Regions from separate parts of the Macaca mulatta genome. Here regions 2 and 3 are each linked to region 1. Evidence: chromatin contacts called from public Hi-C data. All regions are on one chromosome and are shown on one strand. The core of a region is the stretch at or near the end of the contact, and the rest is flanking DNA. Distances in the headings are between cores, read along the strand shown. Region 1 holds the start of COPG1 (COPI coat complex subunit gamma 1). Region 2 holds the start of ISY1 (ISY1 spliceosome associated protein). Region 3 holds the start of CNBP (CCHC-type zinc finger nucleic acid binding protein).

The links. Hi-C and Micro-C count contacts between places; a contact is called where the count stands out from the background.
Region 2: a contact with region 1 is called in a Hi-C map of liver, with 7 times the contacts expected there. The contact joins the promoter of ISY1 here to the promoter of COPG1 in region 1. A contact is called at or near these places in 5 of 14 Hi-C or Micro-C datasets (cortical neurons, fetal cortex germinal zone, fetal cortical plate and 2 more).
Region 3: a Hi-C map of cortical neurons shows a contact between it and region 1, with 2.4 times the contacts expected there. The contact joins the promoter of CNBP here to the promoter of COPG1 in region 1. A contact is called at or near these places in 3 of 14 Hi-C or Micro-C datasets (cortical neurons, fetal cortex germinal zone and liver).

What each region holds. Positions count from the first base shown.
Region 1 is chr2:154,706,523-154,711,650 of T2T-MMU8v2.0, reverse strand. COPG1 (COPI coat complex subunit gamma 1) reads left to right here and starts at 2,760. Exons shown (of 24, transcript XR_013414226.1): 1 at 2,760-2,929; 2 at 3,774-3,826; 3 at 4,596-4,676; 4 at 4,938-5,009.
Region 2 is chr2:154,810,515-154,815,642 of T2T-MMU8v2.0, reverse strand. ISY1 (ISY1 spliceosome associated protein) reads right to left here and starts at 2,553. Exons shown (of 11, transcript XM_001094091.5): 1 at 2,398-2,553; 2 at 613-635; 3 at 1-20. The coding sequence starts at 2,400. LOC144339322 (a long non-coding RNA gene) reads right to left here. Exons shown (of 2, transcript XR_013414284.1): 2 at 2,662-5,128.
Region 3 is chr2:154,778,635-154,783,762 of T2T-MMU8v2.0, reverse strand. It overlaps CNBP (CCHC-type zinc finger nucleic acid binding protein), which reads right to left and starts at 2,200. Exons shown (of 5, transcript XM_077993669.1): 1 at 2,080-2,200.

The DNA.
Region 1 (5,128 bases), core at 1,511-4,010:
GGGCAAATGGGGAGTGACTGCTAATGAACAGGTTTCTTTTTGGGGTGATGAAAATGTTCTCCAATTAGTGCGGACAGGTGCATAAACTTTTTTTAATATACTAAAAGCCACTGAATTGTACACCTATGTGTGTGTGTGTGTGTGTGTGTGTGTGTATATATATATATATATATATATATTTTTTTTTTTTTTTTTTGAGACGGAGTCTTGCTCTGTAGCCCGGGCTGGAGTGCAGTGGCCGGATCTCAGCTCACTGCAAGCTCCGCCTCCCGGGTTTACGCCATTCTCCTGCCTCAGCCTCCGGAGTAGCTGGGACTACAGGCGCCCGCCACCTCGCCCGGCTAGTTTTTTGTATTTTTAGTAGAGACGGGGTTTCACGGTGTTAGCCAGGATGGTCTCGATCTCCTGACCTCATGATCCGCCCGTCTCGGCCTCCCAAAGTGCTGGGATTACAGGCTTGAGCCACCGCGCCCGGCCATGTATATATATATTTTTTGAGACAGAGTCTTGCCCTGTCATGTAGGCTGGAGTGCAATGGCCCAATCTTGGCTCAGGGCAACCTGTGCCTCCAGGGTTCAAGCAATCCTCCTGCCTCAGCCTCCCAAGTAGCTGGGATTACAGGCGTCTGCCACCATGCCCAGCTAATTTTTGTATTTTTAGTAGAGATGGGGTTTCACCATGCTGGTCAGATTGGTCTTGAACTCTTGACCTCAGGTGATCCACCCTCCTCGGCCTCCTGAGTGCTGGGATTACAGGCATGAGCCACTGTGCCTGGTCATGCCTATATATTTTTTGAGACAGGGTCTTACTCTGTTGCCCAAGATGGAAGTACAGTGGCATGATAATGGCTCACTGCAGCCTTGACCTCCCAGGCTTAAGCGATCCTCCCATCTCAGGCTCCTGGAATAGCTGAGACAAGACAAAAATCAGAGTTTAGTCCTCAGATGTACCATAATTTCCTTAATCATCCCTTTATTGATAGACATTTAGGGTGTTTACAATTATTTTGCTGCAAACTGCATTTTCATTTTCTTTCTTTTTTTTTTTTTTTTTTTTTTTTCAGATGGAGTGATGGAGTTTCGCTTTTGTTGCCTAGGCTCCAGGCTGGAGTGCAATGGCGTGATCTCAGTTCACTGCAATCTCTCTGCCTCCCAGGTTCAAGCGATTCTCTTGCCTCAGCCTCCCAAGTAGCTGCGATTACAGGCATGCACCATCACGCTGGGCTAAGTTTGTTGTGTTTTTTTGTATTTAGTAGAGACGGGGTTTCACCATGTTAGTGAGGCTGCTCTCGAACTCCTGACCTCAGCTGAGCCACCCACTTCAGCCTTCCAAAGTGCTGGGATTACAGGCTTAAGCCACCACACCCGGCCTCATTTTCTTCTTTTGAACAATTTTCTCCTGATTAGGGGTGGGGTTACTGATAAAAGATTTTGAACATCTTTCTGACTCTTGACAATTTTACATGTTGTAAGATCTGTTGTCCCTGGCCTTAGCCTCTGCAAAGCCAGACCCTAAAGGCTGGCCCCAGCAACATCTTCCCCTCCACCAGCTTTGTGGTCACCCTTTTCACCTGGGGCCTCTGTCTCAGCCCCCGGCCTCTCCTCTCCACAAGCCCACTCCTCCTGCCCACAGGGCTGCCAGCTTCCCCTCCCCAGATAAGCTGGGGCCGTGTCGCAGCACTTGTCTGGCTCCTTGGTATGCACTGACCTTAGCCTCAGGGTGTCCTGCATAGGTCCCCAGGAAGATAAACCCTGGGTGATGCTTCATTTACAGCCCTTCCATCTCCCCGCGTAGGCAGTGGATCTAGTTAGCACTCCATAAACATCTAAAGTATTTACAAAATAACGTTGAAGTTCCATGCTGTTTAGTTAGATCTCTTAAAGTTGATAACGTACAAGACAATTTGCATCAGGAGCAGACGAGATAGGGCCCGGCAGATATAAATTAAAAATGCAATTTCATGCATTCATTCAATGAGAACTCACTGAGCAACTACTATGTGTCAACGTTATCCACTGAAGTGAATAAAAGACAAACCAAAAAACCCCAAAAGAGCAAGAAAGTTGCCGGGTGGCTCACCGCTGTAATCCCAGCACTTTGGAAGGTCGAGAAGGGAGGATCGCTTGAGCCCACGAGTTCAAGACCAGCCTGGGCAACATCATAGTGAGACCTCGTCTCTACCAAAGTTAAAAAATTAGTCGGGGGTGGTGCGCCCAGCTCTACTCGGGAGGCTGAGGTGGGAGGATCGCTTGAGCCAGGGAAGTGTAGGCTGCAGTGAGCCGAGATTGCACAATTGCACCACAGCCTGGGCAGCAGAACGAGACCCTGTTTCAAAATAAATAAAAACCAGAAAGCAAAAATAAAGTGTTAGATGGCGATTCGAGCTGAGAAGGAAATCAGGCAGGGGAAAGAAACTGAAAGCGAGGAGTGGCTGGCAAGGCTCCCTCGGAAGGTGGCAATAACAGTCATAGACCGGTCACATCAACTGGGTGTTTACTGCGGGCCAGTGTGTGCCACCAACCTCACATCCCAAAGCCACAAAGACTCACGCCACAGAGCAAAGAGGCAGGGGCTCCTCCTCCTCCCTTGGTACACGGAAAGAGGCGTAGAGAGCAGAGTGGGGACCCTCGTCAGTAGCCCCCGCACCTAGCCCTCGCCCCTCCCTCTGGCTTTCCCCACTCCCGCTGCGGCGGACGCCGGGTTAACTTTTGACGTGGCTGCGGCGACAGAAATGAGCGCAGGCGCAGAGCGCGGAAAGCGCCTGCGCATAGCGCAGGGCGACGTGGCCAGCTGGGGCCCGGAAGTGGTCCCTGTAGAATCACTGTCGCCCCGCTGCTCCGTGCCGCGCCCGTCGAGCATTGCGTTGCTGCATTGCGCCCCACCGACTCCACTATGTTGAAGAAATTCGACAAGAAGGACGAGGAGTCAGGTGAGGGGGCCAGGCCTGGGTCTGAAGGAGGCCGGGCCCCCACCCGCCAAGCCTTCCTTGGGGTTCTCTGTCCTGACCCGGAGGCTGAGGCCCAGTGAGGGGCAGGGGCTTGTGCCAGGGTCCGCAGCTAGTCAGTGGCAGGCCTCGGAGAGCCCGAGCATGCTCGGCTGTCTCACGCTTGTAAGCTCGGACTGCAATTTTCTGGGTGACCTTGGGCGCGTCACCGCCTCCCCCCGGCCTCAATTTACTCATCTGTCAAAGGAGGGGACCAGGCCGAATGCTCTCTTGTTACTTTCTTCTTCCAACCTCTTGGGATTCGCTGGGGCTAAGTTGGTGCTGGCCATACTGGGGCGTAATCCGCGGAGCCAGCGTCCTGTGACTGGAAACTCTGACCCCATCATTCATTTATTCAGCAAAGTATATTGAGCGGTTACTATATGCCGGGCACTGTACGGTGTCCTGGATACTGCAATAGAGCAAGTAGGACACTCAGTGCCTAAGCTGGGAATATTAGAATGGTTGCACCCACGGTGGAGGAGACAGACATCAACCACATAATCACACGTGTAATTATTTGCAAATGTGTCATCTGCTATGAAGGAACTAGTTACAGCCAGATGGTGGTCCCTGGCACATAGGGACTTAGTTAATTACAAGTTATATAAATGAACACAAGACATGGCACTATGAGAAGCACAGGACTGTACTAGGGCTGCTAGGAGATTGTGAGTGGTTTGGGGTAGAGTGGAGCCCGCCTAGAAAGGGACATCTTCCCTTTACTATGTCTGGGAGAGTTTTGAAGTTCACAGTCACAACCTACCTTCTCCATTGTCCTTGACTGTAGGTGGAGGCTCCAACCCATTCCAGCACCTCGAGAAGAGTGCCGTACTCCAGGAGGCAAGTGACATTTGCTCCCCTCTAGCTTCCATCATAAATATTCACCATCAATGCCACTGAAATACCAACACATTCAAAATGTTGTTTTAAAGAGCAACACGGGAGAAAACTTGTGCCTGGAAGACAGGAAACCTTTGTTCCTGGAGAGAGAGAGTTATGCTTACTTCTTTTTTTTTTTTTTTTCGAGATCGAGTCTCACTGTTGTCGGTCTGGGCTGGAGTGCAATGGCATGATCTCGGCTGTCTGCAACCTCTGCCTCCCAGGTTCCAGCAATTCTCCTGCCTCAGCCTCTCGAGTAGCTGAGATTACAGGCACCCACCACCACGCCTGGCTAATTTTTGTATTTTTAATAGAGATGGGGTTTCACCATGTTGGCCAGGCTGGTCTTGAACTCCTGACCTCAGGTGATCCACTCCCCCCACCCCCGCCTCCCAAAGTGCTGGGATTACAGGCGTGAGCCACTGCATCCAGCTGCTGCTTTCTTGATTGTTGTCATTCATTGTTTCTGTTTCCAGTTAGTAGATGTTTGCTATCTATCTGCTAGTCAATAGGTTAGCACATCCCTAACTAATATTTACACGAGAGTTCAAGAATAATTAGTAGTTGAGTAAAGAAAAACAAACCCTTTCCTTATGAAAATAAGCTTGTTGCATACCCAGAAAGCCCTGTTTAGGCAAGTCAGTTTACCCTGAGACTTCTCAGACATTGAATATACTTGAAGGGAAATGAACTAGGCTAGAAGGTAACATCCTTGGTCACTTCTTCTTAGGCCCGTGTATTTAATGAAACTCCCATCAACCCTCGGAAATGTGCCCACATCCTCACCAAGATTCTTTACCTCATAAACCAGGTAACAGGGTGAAGCTTGGGGGTAGGGAGAATGGTGCTGGGGGATTGGAGGGGAGTGGACAAATCATGATCACTCTCAGGCTATTGGACAGCCTCTATGTGGTTGTAGACAACAGCTCAGCTCTGGGTCCCCTCAGCATCCAAGTCTCATATGTTGCCCTTGAGCCTCTTTAGGGTCTGGGGATCTGGTATGGGCTGATCCTGCAGGAATTGCTGTCTGACCCTCTGTCCCAAGCTGAGACTTCTTTCTTGATTAACACAGGGGGAGCACCTGGGGACCACGGAAGCGACCGAGGCCTTCTTTGCCATGACCAAGCTCTTTCAGTCCAATGATGTAAGTGCCTCGACCCAGCTTTCCTTGAGAGGTGGCAGCTGTCACAAGGTGGTGGGAGGGCCAAGGAGAGGTGGCCCCACCAGTTAGTGTGGGCTGCCTTTGTGGAGATAGGAGGTATC
Region 2 (5,128 bases), core at 1,304-3,803, 100 kb before region 1:
GAAATCTTGCTAAGGCCGTCCTATCAGGGATATAAAAGACTGCATTAGATCCTGTTCACACAGACTTCTCATTACCCATGTTCCTGGATGGGTTAGATCTGCTTATGATGGTATTTAATGTCATATATATATATGACATTATATATATATATATATATATAATGTCATATATATATATATATAAAGAAACCACAGAGTAGTTAGGGATTTCCATGTTCTCAGGAGTAGGGATTAACGGGCAATTTGTATTCCTGAACACCCAAGAATATATTTTACTTACACTACACACAAGGACTGTGGGAAACTCTACTTATCAGACCACTGTGAGGAGCAACACATCCAGGTGTTAAAAGGCTAACATCCTGGTGTTCTCTAGCTGTCACTCTCACAACTCCTGCACCAACCACCGGTGAACAAATGTACATCCAGTGTAAAAGTTCTGGAAACTGTGAGAAAACACATTAACGGAAAAAACAAATGGGCAAAAACAGGAATGCTATTTTTAACTTATGTAAAGAAAGAAACAGCTTCTCAAAAGGCTCAGATACCAAAAAGAAGAAATACGAAAAGAGTTACATGGTGGTTATTAAGTTACAAAAAATTGATACTTACATGGCCTTTTCTGCATTTCGGGCCTGGAAAGAGAGAAAAGAGAAGAAAAATGCCCATGTTTAAAATATATTTTTTTCTTGCCATTTACTTTTTAGTGAAAAGTTTTACAAGAATACAGTCACAAGCAAACCACTTGAACTACTATATGAACAACAATAAACAAAAATTAAATATGTCCAAATCCTGTGACCAAGGCTGTGCCTCCCTCTACTTAAAATCTTTACTCCTCCACTGACCCTAACACCTTGTATCTGGCTAACTCGCATTATTCTTCCTTCAAATTTTACTTGTGTCATGACCACCCAGAACATTATTCTGTGACCCTTTCTTCCCAGTTAGGCTGGTGTCCTCTATCAAGGATTATACTTACCATGGCACTTAACACCCAGCATCACAATTGCCTGTTCCCTGCCAGTGGTATTTGGGGAAAATAAGTCTGAAGACTGCCTTTCGTAAAGTAAGCTTTATGTAAGTACTGTCACGCTAAATGTCAACTCAATTATCCCTGAAACACAGTGTCTGACAGAGATCGAGTTTTCTGGGTTGGAGTCTAGGTAGAAAGGGTCCCAGCTAAGTCAGGGACTTACATTCCCAGTTCTTCCACTTACCATCTCTGAGAAGTAGTCTCTCTATAACTCAAGTTTCCCCATCTTTACAATAGGGTGCATACCTCATCTCACAGAGGTGTCACGATGTCTTCATGAGATAAATACAACAAGCATGCAGTTTACAGACACTCAGCAAAATTGAGTTCAATTTAAGTCTCCTTTGAGACTCTCCCCTTCAACTGACAGAAACAAACTTGGCAAATGCTTGGTAGATAGGCGAACACCGCAGTAATTTGGGACATACCTTCTCACAGAAACGGCTACCTCTTCTTTTTTTTTTTTTCTGAGATGGAGTCTCGCTCCATCGCCCAGGCTGGAGTGCAGCGGCGCGATCTCGGCTCACTGCAAACTCCGCCTCCCGGGTTCACACCATTCTCCTGCCTCAGCCTCCCGCGAAACGGCTACTTCTATTCCACTAGTTTCTCTCTTTTTCTTGGGAGCTTGTGCTCATCAATCTACAATGGCTTCCAATATATCTCATATAACCTAACCATGACGCCCCGTGTTTCTTACAGGGGCTTCACTTAATGAAAATAATACAGTAGCCAATATTACAGTAACCAATCAACATTTTTGTACCGGCACTACGTGCATTCTTATATTTACACGTCGTAAATGCTTCTTGAAGAAATGAAGAAACAACAAATGACGCCAGACCACAGAGAGCACACCCTCATAGAACATTTCCTGTCTGTGCCATTCATTTCTTCAATAGTTATTGAACATCTACAATGACTCTGTGAGACATTAAGGAAGCAATAATGAAAAGACCCTACCCTCGTGATGTTTGTATATTATGGAGCAGACTGAGAATGGACATAAATGAAATAATCCCAGAAACATATAGTCACAACTGCTCTTAATCTTCTCTGTGGTATTTAGGGACAAACAGCCGGCCCACACTATGCACCGTAACTCGGAGCGGGCCCTAGCGCTTCTCTGTGTCTGTTTCCCTCAGGTTAAAGAGCTTCATCGGGATTAAGACACTGTCCAGAACGATAACGCGGCTCCCCAGTTTCCAGTTTTTCAATTTGCGACGGCTAAACGAGGCAGGAAGAGAATCCCCTCGTTACACCAAAGAACCTGAAGCCCTCAGCATTGCACGCCTGAGCCTCTACGCCATGAGCGCCCCAGGGGGACCGGGCGCCCCCCCGGCCAGCCCGCCCACCCTACTCACCATGGTGTCGCTAAGGGCGCCGTCCTGGAGCCCCGCGGCCCCTGTCCAAGAAACTCCACAGGCCCAAAAGATGCCGACGCTCACAGGAACTGAAGATTCTAACTGCCCACAGACACTGATGTTTTGTCGGAAACGCAAAAGAAAGGGACCGGAAGTGAAAGGGAGTACCGGACGTGCCCAGACGAAGCCGACGCTCGCAGGAACTGAAGATTCTAACTGCCCACAGAGCCTCATGTTTTGTCGGAAACGTAAAAGAAAGGGACCGGAAGTGAAAGGGAGATCCAGCCGGAGATTGGGAGAGAAAATTCCGGCGCGCTCCGGCAGGCGGTCTTCCGGTAGCGCCAGCACGCGGCACCATCACACGCAGCTGTGGGATCGGGCTTGCGCAGAGAGACTGTAGGTTTTCGGACTCAGCCTGGGCGGCGGGTCTTAGCTCTCGAAACAGGCGGTGCGAAATGTCTTGCGTTCACTATCGGTAGTGCGGGAGCAGGCGGCGCTGGGCGCCGTTTTGTGGAAGGCTGAGTTTTCGCCGCTACTCTAATCCCACTGGCTTCCTTCTTGATTCTTCTGTGAGAGCAAATATCCCGTTTTGGAAATTACTGGACATCATCTCTGACTGCGACGAGGCATCTACGGCCCGGACAGCTCCCGTAGTGTGAGCTGGAGTGTGCGTCCTGCAGGAGTTGGAGCTGGCCGGGCTTCGTAAACTCCTTCACGTTTCCGTGTCACTTCTTAGGGCCATTTCTGGCTCGTCTGCTGGAATCGCGGGGCCTTTCAGAGCTGGACGATGTTTGAGGTCATCCTCTTTTAAAATAAAAATTTAAGTTCCAGGCAAAAAGTGCCACTTAGGGGAGGAGGGTGGATGGAGAAGTGCTGTCACTGTGTCCTGAGAACATTGCTGGGACCAGAGGATCCTTAGACAAGGACCAGGAAGACAGGAGAGGTCCCTAGTAGGAGACGTTCTGATGGTTACTCCCGCATGGTGTCAGCAGTGAGGGGAGCTGTGGTGGGGAATTCAGGTGAGGGCCCGCAGCAAATTCAGTTACAGCCGCTTTCCCCTTTCAAGCATGGTGCCTCAGCTGTAGGGACTCCCTCCACCACGGGACCTAACTAGTGATGGGCACCCTAGCAGCAGCCAGCAGGCACAAGCCAAAGAGAGAAGCAGCTGACATGTGGTTCGGGATAAGACAGGACAGGAAAAGTACTCAGTCACCAGAATCTCGTGCCTGAAATGTGACAAGTTTTAAGTGGGCATATGACCGCCCCACTACAGACCCCATCCTCCCACCTGTCTGGTTTATGATTTGTAATGGTCGGTGAGAATCGAGTCAAAGGGATGTGTGACATAGATGAAGCCATGACAAAAATACACATCCCTTGCCCTTTTCCTTTCTCTGCTGACTGGGAGGTGTCCATGGGATCAGCCAACCTGAATTCAGAAATGGAAGTATTGTGAAGATGCCAGAGTCCCCCCCTCCCAGCTCTGCAACACTGAGCTCTGTAAAATGAGAAAAAACATGTCTTGTTAAGGCCTCTGCATCTGGGGGTCTTTTGTTCAAGCAGCTTAACTTTTACCTTAAATATCTGATCTCAAACAAGCAGGGTCATTCCTCACTCAAATGAGACCTTCTCAATATGTCCATACCGCCTTTATCCATTAAGTCCCTGACTCTAGGATGCAGAGATCACATATTAACAGGATTCAAGAGGTGTTACCTATGTTGTCCTCGCATCTGCTCCCCCTAGTCACTTATCTCAGTTCCATTTGGGTAGCCCTCTGGTTGTAGGGAAGGGAACTGCATCCCCAGCTTTAAGTATGGATCAAGCACTGGATTAAGCTATTCCATCCATCCCATCTCCTTAGGCATAGTGACTGGCGGACTTAAGACCCAAGCTGACCTAGTCAGAATGGGTCTTGAGACTTGCTTGCAATGCTGGAGAAAATACATCCTGCTGGATGTCAGACAAAAGGTAATATCAACTGTCAGCCACTTAAGAGCTCAGGAGACAAGATTTAGTGTTTGGTGACATCATTGGGTGGATGAGAATAAGGCTTTGCCTCCAGCCCACTTAAATATTTAGTTATGTGAAGATTTATGTAAAATTCTTTAGGGTTGCAACAAATAGTCAGACCTATCTTGCCAGTCTGCTAAATGGCCTTCCTTTCTCTGCTCCCACTGATCTTGCCTTTGTTTGTGCTGCTCCTTTTGCCTGTAGCACCCCTTCCTTTATCCCCCTGCCACTTGAGACAGTTTAGACATCTGGGATTCCAATCCCAACTATGATCCGTCATTGGATCACATCACTAATCCTAAAGCAGCAGTTGTAAACTTCTGGCCAGCAGGCTGGATTTGGCCAACAAAGCTGCTATGATTTACATCAGGTTACAAAAATTAGAAAATCTCACATACAGATGCTGATGTGAGACGACATTGAGCCTACATTCCTGAACAGCAACCGCACAGGTGAAAAAAAATCTGGTTTTATTAGTTCATGTGTTTTAAGTGGCATAGAATAATGTCATACATCAAATTGGGTGAAAAAAACTAATATTAAAAAGATATTTTCCAGCTTCAGGCAGGACTTTTGCCTAACATTCATATATATGTCCCCTAGCATCCATGTAAGTGCCTCAAATGTTGTCCTCCACTAAACATGGATTCACGGGAGAGCAGGTATGGCAGGGAGAAAAACAGCCCCCCAAAATGTCCACATCCTAATCTCTGAAACC
Region 3 (5,128 bases), core at 951-3,450, 73 kb before region 1:
GAAAAACCCTGGTCTTCCACTGATTTGGTTCAAAATATTTTACAGACTGCATCACCTGTTTGAAATACATTACCTTTACTGTTACCAATATGAAAAAGTGGACCTTTAGTTCCTCAGAAAAACAAACTGTTACTTTTTTAAAGGAAAACTGTTATCAAGAGATGAAATCTGAAAAACTTAAGTCTTTAATTCTACCCTTGGGAATGTAATAAATTATTCCTTTTATATTCCAATACACAAAGAGCTCTTGTAGACAAAAATCAGGCTGCTCAAACTAAAAACAGCATGTACCTAGGATCCTGGCAGTTTACAGGTGTTTGATTATCCTTAACCAAAGTAACTCATTAGAAGCATTTAAAACTATGTAGGAGGGGGGAGGGGGAAGCCCAGGAGATAAGAGGTACATTTCGTATCTTTTTGAAACCCTCAAAGCTCTACACTCGTTATACTGCTTGAGCAAACAACATAAAATTGCTAATTTAAATTCGAATGGAAATAGTAACTGGTTACCTTTCACTCCAAAATTGGGTCAAACAATAGGAAAGGGGGAAAAAAATCTACTTTTAAAATTTTAATTTAAAAGCAAGATGGGGATATTCATTAGACCTCCTTCACTTTGAAAAGGACAAAAAACGAGTTCAGTTTTGGTTTCTCTTACCTCTTCTGAGTCCTTCTGAATAATGCCTGAAACACACTAGCTGAAATCACAGACGATTACTGAGCAATGTTCTCTTTTCACAAGACCCCCAAGACCAGAAGCAGTTACTTCCTTTGGAAGTGCCCTGTGGCTGAGGCCATGTGGTTAACATGTGGGAACAAGCACAAGCCTTACCCATAATAAAATCAACACCTAAACCCAAATGTGGACCATTATGCCATTCTAAAATAGGTTCTCACGATATGGAAAAATCTAGATGGAGGGGGGCTAGTTGAATTTCGTGTCTCGTTTGTAATTACATCTGTTTCATTAATCCAAGAAATGATGCAGACTACCGCCCGCTGCTGTGGTTTTGGAGCTTTGACAAATTCGTGTTTTTTCTGGTAATGGCACTTTTAAAGGATCCCAGCAACTTAAATCGTGTTGACTCAGGGAAAGTGAGCCCCATCAGCCTCTTTTCGAATGGTAATATAAAACAAGCAACTTAGTATTTAAATGATAAAAATTCAAGAACCGGGAAACTATCAACTACGGGGAGTATAAACACTAAAGGCTCCCAAGTCTTCCAGCAGTGTCTCGCCACCCCAAACACAAGGGCTCCTTCAAGAATCCTTTTTTTTTTTTTTTTTTTTTTTAAAGACGGAGTCTCGCTGTTGCCCAGGCTGTAGTGGCGCTATCTCGGCTCATCACAACCTCCGCCTCCCGGGTTCACGCGATTTTCCTGTCTCAGCCTCCCGAGTAGCTGGGATTACAGAAGCCCGCCACCATGCCCGGCTAATTTTTGTGTTTTTAGTAGAGACAGAGTTTCACCATGTTGACCAGGCTGGTCTCGAACTCCTGACCTCGTGATCCGCCCGCCTCGGCCTCCCAAAGCGCTGGGATTACAGGCGTGAGCCACCGCGCCCGGCCTAAAAACCCTTTTCTAAGGCCACCAAAACCCTTGGCACATGGCCCGCCAGGCGCACGACCCCAGCACATGGCCGGCACGACTATACCCACCCCATCCCCCCTTCGTCGGAGCCTTTCCCCACCACACGGACTCCTTCCAGTGAGTTCCCGCCAAATCCACTCTCGACCCCTCATTCCGCGACCCTTGAAGCGTCAGGGCCTCGGCCCCAAGGGCGCACGGGCAGGCCTCCTCTGCGGCCTGGGGTGCGGCCCTGGCGCCGAGAGACCCGCATGCTCGGCGACCCAGCTTTTCAGGACGAAGAAAGGACAAGAGTGTCGTCCGACAGCGGTGCGCCAGAAACCCGGGTCCGAGGCGGCGGCGGCAGCAGCCGAGCTTCCCGCCTGACGCAGCAGCGGCGCAGGCCAAAGTGCCGCCGCCATCGCCGCCTCGCCGCTCCCTACCCTCTCTGTCCGCCACAGACCCGGCCCGCACTGCGGCTCCCTCAGTGTCGGCCCCCTCCCCCAGCCCTCACCTTCCGCGTCGGAGCGGACCCGCAGCGGCGGAGACTCGGACGCAGGCCTGGGGAAGACGGCTCGCAAGGTAGAGGCTGTTTATTTTGAGGGTCCTTGCCTGCGCCACACGCGGGTCTGCACACGGCCCCACATACGCCGCTGCGCACGGCTCTCCTCCGCCTCGCCCACGCGGCCAATCAGCGCGCGGGGTTCGGTAGTCCAATCAGTGTCGCCCGTGGGAGGGCCGCCCATCCAGAGCGCGGCGCGGGGCGGGGCGAGTGCTTCTGCGCGCCGCGGCCTTACCCGCTGTGCCCCGGGCGCGGCCTTTCCCGCCGGGATCCAGGTCCCGATGCTTCTCGGGCGGTTCCCAGCTGGGTCCGGGCCCGGCCGGACTGGGTGGAAATCTGGCTGACCTTGGTGGTCTGTCTTGTCAGCTGGAGCAAAGGGATGCCAGGGGACGGGTCTCGGTGCAGTGACTGCGATTAGCTTGGGGCCGCAGAAAGTTTCTCCCCCTCTCGGGCTCCTGCCAGCCCCTGGGCTTTCAGAGCCAGGCCCGATTTCCAGATAACATTTAAGTTTGCAGAAAAGGGGATGCCAGGTCACGGTCGTCACGGCTGTGGGATGTAGGCTGAGATTTGTATTGATTTTGTGAGCCGGGGAAGGCCTTGCTCCTTTCTCCGCCAGGACTGATGTATCTTCCCAAGATGAAAGTGCCTTGTAAGGGCGAGGGGCCTTCCTGGGAAGGTCATGAGCATGGAAGGGAGTGGGACCCAGAGTGTGACGTTTAGCACGTTTGTGAGTGACATCCCCCTGGAGGGCCAGGAGAACCTTTTGACCTGGTCTGTCATATTCAGGAATAGACTTCAGTTTAGATACGGTATTTTCTCCAAAAGAGATTTGTGTATATAGCCCTAGATAGTCTTGTCAAGATTAAACCCAATTTAAATTGTTAACTGTAAACTATAATTTAGAATTTTGTGTCTCATCCTAGAATGGCTTTATTCGAAACAAAAAAAAAAGGGAAGAGTCCCAAGTTTAATCTCAGAGAAACCTCCAAGTTCAATACTATGATTTCTTTTTCTTTTTCTTTTTTTTAAGAGTGGGGTCTTGCTCTGTCGCTGGCATTACAGGCATGGGCCACCACTCCCTAATCCCAGTGCTATGATTTTTGAAATCATGTTCGTGAGAAGGCAGAGCACCTGTGCTGAGAATCAGGCATTAAACCTGGGTTCAAATCATTAGTGCTTAATCATTGTAAAGCAGGAGATTGTGTTCAACATAGCAATTATCAGAGAATGAATGCATAACTTTAAGGACCAATGATATTTTAAACTTTTTTTTTTTTTGAGAACGGAGGCTCGCTCCGTCGCCCAGGCAGGAGTGTAATGGCACGATCTCGGCTCACTGCAACCTCCACCTCCCGGATTCAAGAGATTCTCCTGCCTCAGCCTCCAGAGTAGCTGGGATTACAGGCATGCGCCACCACGCCCAGCTAATTTTGTATTTTTAGTAGAAGCGGAGTTTCTCCATGTTGGTCAGGTTGGTCTCAAACTCCCGACCTCAGGTGATCCGCCCACCCAAAGAGGTGGTCAGCCTCCCTAACTGCTGGGATTACAGGCATGAGTCAATGCGCCTGGCTGAACTTTTTAAATTTATCTATTACTATTTTTTGAGACCGAGTCTCCCTATGTCTCCCAGGCTGGAGTGCGATCTCAGCTCATTGCAACCTCCACCTCCCATGTTCGACCAATTCTGCCTCAGCCTCCTGAGTAGCTGCAATTACAGGCGCCCTCCACCACGCCTGGCTAATTTTTGTATTTTTAGTAGAGATAGGGTTTCACCATGTTGGCCAGGCTTGTCTTGAACTCCTGGCCTCAAGCGGTACTAGGCCAAAGTGAAAGGATTACAGGTGTGAGCTACCGCACCCAGCCTTAAACATTTTTTTAATTGAAGCAACCTAAGGTAAAAATTTTTTAACCAAATTTAACCAAATCCCAATCAGATTGAATACATGCCTAGCAGCTTATGTCTTGTGCTAAAACACGATATATTATCTGCCAATAAAAAACAGTATTTTGTATTTATGTAGTTTTATTACCAAGAGGCTTACTCAGCTTTATAGATGTCCCCTCTGTAATCTGATTAACCTTCATAGTATCTTGAGGTAATGTGTAGTGTAGCAATCAGACACTTAGGTAGTGACTTCCTGAGCTCTAACAATGAGTCAATATAATGCAAGAGGCTGTGTATGAAGTCCAACCTGGGTGTGTCCACACCACACCAGGAGGACAAGTTAAAATTACCGTAGGACCAAAAATTAGTATTTTCTGACTTATTTTTGTTTACCATTCCAACCATGGTACTCTATAAAATGTTTGCTGTTCATTATAGACCCATGAATGGAATATTCCTAATATTTAAAACAAAAATTTTAACAGCTATAGAAAATGAAAGTAAGTGTGAGACAGAGATACTGGACATAATGTTCTATAGGTTTTAAAAGACTTAAGTAGAAGAAATGGAAACATAATGTCTTTACTTCTTGGCAGTGGAGTAGTAACAGCTAATGGCTCTTTCTACCTGGCGTGCAGCTTTCTGTAATGACTATTATTAATAGAGCCAGGCAGATCGTTAGGCACCATGACTATCTCCAGAAAAGGTGTATGGTGGAATTTAACAACAATGGCTTGTATTGCCTGGATATGCCCTTTGGTACACCTATTTTACTAGAGATGCTTGAAAATAGGAAAAAGCTCACTCAAAAGATAAGCTGCCAGTGGGACTTGAAGAGGCTCCCATTACATTCGTCTTCCCTGGAGATGTTTTATTCCCCTCCTCTCCTCCAGTGTTCAGTCTCATACTCAGCATTGCAAGGGTTACAAAGGTGACTAGTTAAGACAGAGTTTGCCCTTGAAGAACTTGCAGGATAACAAGGGCCATAAGAAAGTATTAAGTGTCGGCCAGGTTCGGTGGCTCACGCCTGTAATCCAGCACTTTGGGAGGCCGAGGCGGACGGATCACGAGGTCAGGAGATCGAGACCATCCTGGCTAAGACGGTGAAACCCCGTC